Linked DNA regions of Mus musculus: region 1 is linked to region 2. A link is a contact called in public HiChIP or PLAC-seq data. All regions are on one chromosome and are shown on one strand. The core of a region is the stretch at or near the end of the contact, and the rest is flanking DNA. Distances in the headings are between cores, read along the strand shown.

Region 1 (3,272 bases), core at 45-2,544, 120 kb before region 2:
AGGAAGGAAGGAAGGAAGGAAGGAAGGAAGAAAGAAAGAAAAGAAAAGAAAACCAAAGGACAGCAATGGTTATGTGGAGAGACCCTGTCTCAAAACCACAAAAAATAAACAAACAAAAGGGCGTTTCTACTAGACATTTCAGGAAAAAAAAAAAGAGTCTCATAACTGTGGAAAAAAAAAAACGAAATGAGCATTCAACTCTTTAACTGGATAAACCATGGCTCTCAGAGTTACCAGTGCTCAGTGGCCTCAGAGCTACCATGAGGGATAATGTCCTTTGGGCAGGGATGGTCATCCCAAGCCGTCTTCCCTAGTGCTATATTTTTGGAGACAGAGTCTTACCATACAGCACAGGCTGACCTGGAACTTACTATTGAGCACAGACTAATTTCAAACTCAATCCTCCTGGTAGTGTGAGGGAGGAGATGTTGTGGGCGAGGCTCGCTACTCCAGATAACAGCTCCGAGTCTCCTGTATCTGCACTTGTCATATACTGGGGAGTGTTTTGAATGGGGATCAGGAGAAGCATACCCTAAAATGTACTTTGAGGGCCATAGAGGACTTCTCCATACTGGAGAGAGGTCTCAAGAAGTAGCTTGAGACAGAGGGAGAAGCTGCGCTGGGAAACATCCCATTGGCCTAATGCCTCTCAAGGAGAGCCTGGAGTTGGGCTGGCCTTTGGATGATATCCAGTTGAGGAAGATGGATTTTTTCCACTTTTACATCAAAGAGCCGTTAGATACAGGCTGTCCCCAGAATTAGGGGTGACCTTGACATGTCCTTGACATATACCAAGGGCTGGTAGGAGTGAAAGATATTTCTTTACATTTTATCTACCCTGGAGAGACCTTTTTCAGAGGACTGTTCAAACTTGAGGAGAAGGTAAAATTATCCCAGTAGCTTCCTTGTGGATCTGGGAAGGCAGACATCCCCCTTCACAGGGTCCTTTGAGGCTCTCCCAGAAGAGAAATCTGAGCTGGAGCTCCACCACTAGGGGGAGTTACTACCCTACAGCAACGGCCCCCCAAGGTCCTTTTGCTGAAAGCACCTGATGGTGTTCCCCTCCCCTTACCCCAGAACATTGGACACCTCAAACCAGGGCCTCCTAAGGTCAAGATCTTGTATTTGTGGCCTCTACCACCTACTTGTGCCGAGAGTGAGCTAAGCCTCAGGCTGCCCATAAGGCTGATTGTGTGTTCTTTCCAAAGTTTCTAAGCACAGACTCACAAACAGACCATTTGAGACACTAGCAGTGGAAACCACAGTAACAGTTAAAGGAGGAGACTACTACACCCAGTCCTGAGGTTGTTACATGATGCTTCTGAGCCTTAGTTTCTTCTTCTATAAATGGTAGCAGTAACAGTAGCCACCTTGAAGGGTTACTGTTGCTACAAGTGTGTTAAAATTCATCACAAGGGCTCAGTGGTTAAGAGCACTGATTGCTGTCCTGAATTCAATTCTCAGCAACCACATGGTGACTCACAATCATCAGTGATGGGATCCAATGCCCTCTTCTGGTGTGTCTGAAGACAGCTACAGTGTACTCATATACATAAAATAAATAAATCTTAAAAGAAATTCATCACAGTAGCTGGCACATAGCCATCGACCATAAAGGCCTGCCAGCATCATTGCTGAGCTGCAGGGTGACCAAATAAATATGCCCTAAGATAGATGGCATTGTTCCCATGCTCTGATCACTGATTCTTGGAGGCTTGATTGTCCCCAAATGATGTCTTAGGCCTCTTCTTCAGATCTCTGCCTCTTGCTAGGGGCTTCTGTTCCCTAAATATCAGCAGCTAAAGAAAGTGTCATTCAAACATCTGGCCACCAGAGGGCGTGTGAGCCACTTAATAAGCCAAATTGGACCCAACCAAACCAGACTGTGGGCAGCTGGGAGTGGAATCCAAATTGAGACACAGAGGACTATGGTTACTGCTGTCACCAGCTTCTTCCATCTCAGTCCTTTCTTCTCCAACTTCATCCCCACAAAACAATAAATGACGGAAAAGAACAGACAGCAGCAACCGCTCCCCACCTCCTGACGTCATGGCGCGTGGGTCACACCCACCCCGGAGGTTGACGGTAGTACGCGCTCAGAGAAAGAAGACGCTGCACAAGTTTAAAGAATCCGATCTGATCTGATGGCTTTGGTTGTGCCACGTTTTCCCCGCTCACGTATCCCAGCATGCAGTGTAAATCCCACCTCATCTCTCCAGGGTCCTTGTGTTCCTGCACCAGATGTTAAAAGTGATCAGGCCAATGCTGTATCCAACAGGTTCCAGTTCTCTACTTGTGCGTGTTGGAGCCTGCGGCCCAGCAGTTCTCAGATGCTCAGCCAGAGGACTCTCTCGCCTCACAAAGAGAAGGAACCCTGAGAACTTTTGCTTTTGTAAATTATATCTAGCTGCTAGGTGTGATGGTAGACAGCTGTAGTCCCAGCACGCAGGAGATGGAAGCAGAAGGATCAAGAGTTCAAGGCCAGCCTAAGCTACATTGAGAGTCTGAGGTCAGCCTGAGTTACATGAGACACTGTCTAAAAAAAAAAAGAAAAAAAAAAGAAAAAATGGCAATATTTATGATATTAGAAATCAATACAGGGATTTAAAGTAAATACTATTACCTTTCTAAATATAACAAAATGAATCTATCTGACATTAATTTAAACGATTGTTATTAAAAGGACCATTCTTTGGAGCAACACTAGTTTAATGACAAAGAATACTGTTTTCCAAAGCGCTTTAATGTTGGACATAACAGAAGCCAGTTAAACTCTTTATCAGCTTCTGCACTCAGCCTGGTGTGACATCCCAAGTAGTCATAGAAGCAGCTTGGAGGGAGGGGAGGCACTATATCATTAGGAATAGGAATGAAAAAGTAAATACTGTCTTGGTAGTGTTATTATGAAAGGAACTGAAAACGGTTGCTATTGCAGAGTCTCCAAGACCCACAGGGGCCCCGAGGCTACCCCTTGGGGCCTATGCTGTATGCTTTCTGCACACTGCCCCCCCCCCAAGAAACCCCCTGGTCCTTTACCCTTATAGTTTCCTAAGACAAGTTCCATTTGCTCCTTAAATCTCCATCTCAGACTTCATGGTTTTCCCAGCTCCCCTCCTGACTTTTGCCACCCTGCACCCCTGCCCCACCTCACCTGCCCACTTTGGGTAAACATCACACTTTCACTGTGCCATAGAAGGAAGGGCAGCATGCATTTCGAGTTTGTTTACCAGACTGGGACAAAGTAGGGCTTCCATAGATCCAGCCGAACATGT
Region 2 (3,411 bases), core at 330-2,829:
ACACACACACACACACAGATGGAGACAGGCACACGCAGACACACACACAGAGGCAGAGAGATGGAGACAGGCAGACAGGCAGATAGACAGACAGACAGATACACAGACACACAGATGAAATAGATAGGTAGGTTGTAAGTAGGCAGACAGATCAATAATGAGAATAGATATATAACTCACAGGGAGAATTGTTAAGGTCTAAACCCCGTTACAACATAGCACTTAGTATAAAATGGCGGCTGGATAGCTATCACCAAACAGGATACCCACTTCCAACATTTCTGATGGCTGCCTGCCCTGAGCCCTAGCAGCCTTGGCCTCTTTCCCTTAGCATTCTTTCCCCTCACCCTTCACCATGCACCTCCCTGGATCCTTCCCCACGCTGGTCCCAGTTTTCTGGAGTTTCCATAGTGGCTCCCTGGAAAAGCTTGTCAAGATAGAAGCCTAAGTGAGCATCTAGCTGCAAGAGAGCCGAGGAGGGGAAGCGGTGGGGTTCCTAGATGACCAGCAGATAGAAAATCCTGTTGGGGGTGCATTCCACCTTTTCTGGGTGCTTGTATACAATGCTGTGAGCATCCGTCTTAATTAAGGTTTCTATTGCTGTGGTAAAACGACCCGAAACAATTTGAAGAGGAAAAGGTTTAATTTGTCTTACAATCTTCCAGTCACAACTCATCACTGAGGGCAGGAACCTAAGGTAGGAACTTAAGTAGAAGCCATGGAGGAACGCTGCTCACTGGCTTGCTCCCGTGACTTGGTCAGCCTGCTTTCTTATACAACCCAAGACCACGTGGCCAAGGTTGGCACCGCCCACAGTGGGCTGGACCTCCCATGTCAGTCATCCACCATGGAAACGCCTCACGGGTTTGCCTATGGGGGCATCTTCTTCGCAGATGACCCTAACTTGTGCCAAGTTGCTGTAAAACCTAGCCAGAAGGAAATCCAAGTTTCTCCCCAAGTTACCTCTGCGTGAACGAGCTGATGACTGCTGACTTAGTGTCCTGCTGTCTTTCCCTCCAGATCCCTTAACTAATTTTCTCTGTGCTGGTCCATCTTAGGCTATAAAGTCCTAGGGGTTAAGAACGAGATCTGTGAGGGGAGATGAGCAGTCCAGAGAGGATGCACCTCTACCTCTTCAAGCATGATGACACCCAAGGGAAAATCCCACAAGCACTTGGGATCACGGAAGGGATTTCTATACTGAATGAGAAACGCACCAGCTATGTGACCACCGCCATTCGAATGGGAATCTAGAACTACAGTCTCCAGCAGGCCAGGTCTGGGACTGGGGGTAGGTGGGTGTTTAAAATAGATCATCCAAAGAGGAACACATTAGTGCTCCTCACTTGAATAGAGAACCTGCCAAACTAGGTTCATCTTGCTGCGTCTGCTAGTGTGGCCTATTTTCCAGCTACAAATAGCAAGCATTACCTGTTTTAAACATCTGGCATGACCTGCCTGCTTAGTCACCTTCTCTTAGGCTTCAAACAGCTGTGGGGCCCCTCCCCCTCCCCCTCCTCCTCCTCTCTACCTCCTATCCATCTGTGATCCCTCCCTCCCCCCTTTCCTTCCTGGAAGGATCCAGCCACACCAGATCCACAAGTCCTGGTGTCTTTAAAAGGATCGGCCTGAGGGATACGGCTCATCTGGGCACTGTGACGTTCATCTTGATTGTGGTGGGAAGTCCAACGGCCGCTCTGCTGCAGGTGGCATCATGAAGGCCCGTGTTCCTTTTATAGTGGCTATGCTCTGTGGTCTAGCCTGGGCTGGTAAGTCATTCTCTGGTGGGCACGGGCGTAGGCTGGGTTGCCTAAAGAACAGAGTGCTGGGGCATAACAGGATGAATGATGTCCTAACCCAGTGGACCATTTGACCTGCCCTTGCTTGAGGTTGCAGGATCAGGCTCTGAAGTTGGCTAATGATGTGGAGGGATTGCAGAGCTGAGATCTTGGAGGATCAGCTCCAACATCACTAGAAAAACCAGACTCCATACTTGGATGAGGTTTTGTTTTCTTGGGGCTACTACATGGTTTGGAAGGGAAGGAGGTTGCTGAGTTGGGGTTACCTGGATGCCCTTGGTCACTCGCTCTTCAGCTGCCTGGTGATAGGTGGGAGTTAGGAGATGGGTGGGCTCAGGAGGAAACCAAAGCCCCTGACTCAGAGGTGAGCCCTGTCCTACTTGGGAAAGAACAAATGACTGGTTAGTGTGATGGGGTGGGGGTGGGGTTGCCCCAGGTTAGGGGAGCTGAAAGGTAGAGAAGGGATGGGCCTTGCATTTGCAGGTAGTGATGGAAGGAGATGGGGACTGGAAGAGGAAAGGGACACTGTCCTGTTCTGTAACTGTGCAAAAGCTGCTACTGCTGTGTTAATTAGCGACTAGTGGGTGGTAGGGAGGAGAGCCAAGGGAGGGAGCTGAGCTCCAGGAGAGTCAGAGTTCCTGCCATTCCAGCCTCCCAGGGTGTTCCTGCCTCGGACTCTGGACAGGATCTGATAAGTCAAGGCAGGAGGAGCAGTCGAGGGCTCAGCCCGTTGGGACTTGTTGGGTCTGTAGCATAAAGATTTCTAGGAGGAGCTGAATTTTGCGATCTTCCCCATCAGGGGACGCACAGAGAAACCCCAGGGGGATTCCTAAATAGGGAAGGCATGGAGGGGAAAAGCCATTCCCATGGCTCTCAACACTACAGGCATCTCTTCGAGGACTCAGCTCTGCCTAGGGCTGGAATGGAAGAGGAGGAAGGGAAAGAAGAAGAAAGAAGCCTATGTAAGCTCGGGACCTTACCTCAGGTCTGCCCACTGAGGGAATAGAGGAGAGCGTGTGGGACTAACTAGTGTAGGAGGATGGATGGTCAAGGAGCTTGGGATAGGACTGCGTGGGAGACATCTGGTCCTTGGAGGAGGTCCCCGAGGGTATGGCTGTAGTGGTTTTAGAGGTTCAGGCAGCCCTGGGCTACTAGGGCTGAAAGTGATGGTTAGCCTCTGCTGTTACATGGATGGGAGGTGAGGGGAGAGGGGATGGAGAGACAGCAGCGGGCAGGAGTGAGCGTCCAGCATCTTCAGACATGGATACCGAAGTATTGGCCACACCAGGGGTCATGGCCAGGCACAGGCCATGGTCTACAAGCCAGATGCCTTCCAAGACCTTGGCTGGTTCAAGCAAACAGAGGCAGGAAGCTGCTGGTCTTGGAGGTGAAGGTTTTTGGTTCACTGGGTTTCCATGGAAATAACATCTGGGTTTCCCTAAGAGACCATCATGTGGGGATGCCTCGGTTGCCAAAGAGCCTGAGGGCTGATGTATAGGGATCTTCTGTCTATCCAGGCTTGGCACCAACCTTTATTGATGGCCAGTGGGGAAAGAGCTGTGGAGGTTGTGGCATGCTATGGTCTGAGAGGAGGCAAAGAAGTGTAGCTCTT

What was found. HiChIP or PLAC-seq counts read pairs in DNA pulled down with a chosen protein or histone mark.
Region 1: a CTCF HiChIP or PLAC-seq map of CD8 T cells shows a contact between it and region 2, with 8 read pairs. The contact joins the enhancer-like site here to the promoter of Endou in region 2. A contact is called at or near these places in 22 of 39 promoter capture datasets (3T3-L1-derived adipocytes, the C10 cell line, the HPC-7 cell line and 16 more), 4 of 15 datasets of contacts at CTCF or cohesin (CD8 T cells, the NIH/3T3 cell line, large pre-B cells and 1 more), 66 of 484 Hi-C or Micro-C datasets (the AML12 cell line, CD4 T cells, CD8 T cells and 36 more), 28 of 115 datasets of contacts at active chromatin or transcription factors (CD8 T cells, the SCID.adh cell line, T-cell acute lymphoblastic leukemia and 22 more) and 4 of 9 other capture datasets (adipose tissue, liver, macrophages and 1 more).

What each region holds. Positions count from the first base shown.
Region 1 is chr15:97,848,398-97,851,669 of GRCm38.p6, reverse strand. The region is part of intron 1 of Gm33690 (a long non-coding RNA gene); the gene reads right to left. Among named protein-coding and RNA genes, the nearest start is that of Gm33690, 2.6 kb to the right of the region's middle. Within about 2 kb of position 1,294, at least 27 of the 459 cell types and tissues checked have an H3K27ac peak or open chromatin away from gene starts, as enhancers often do. A contact at or near this core is called in CD8 T cells, the G1E-ER4 cell line, the MNK3 cell line and 5 more, where this site is marked.
Region 2 is chr15:97,729,573-97,732,983 of GRCm38.p6, reverse strand. Endou (endonuclease, polyU-specific) reads left to right here and starts at 1,579. Exons shown (of 10, transcript NM_001168693.1): 1 at 1,579-1,769. The coding sequence starts at 1,715.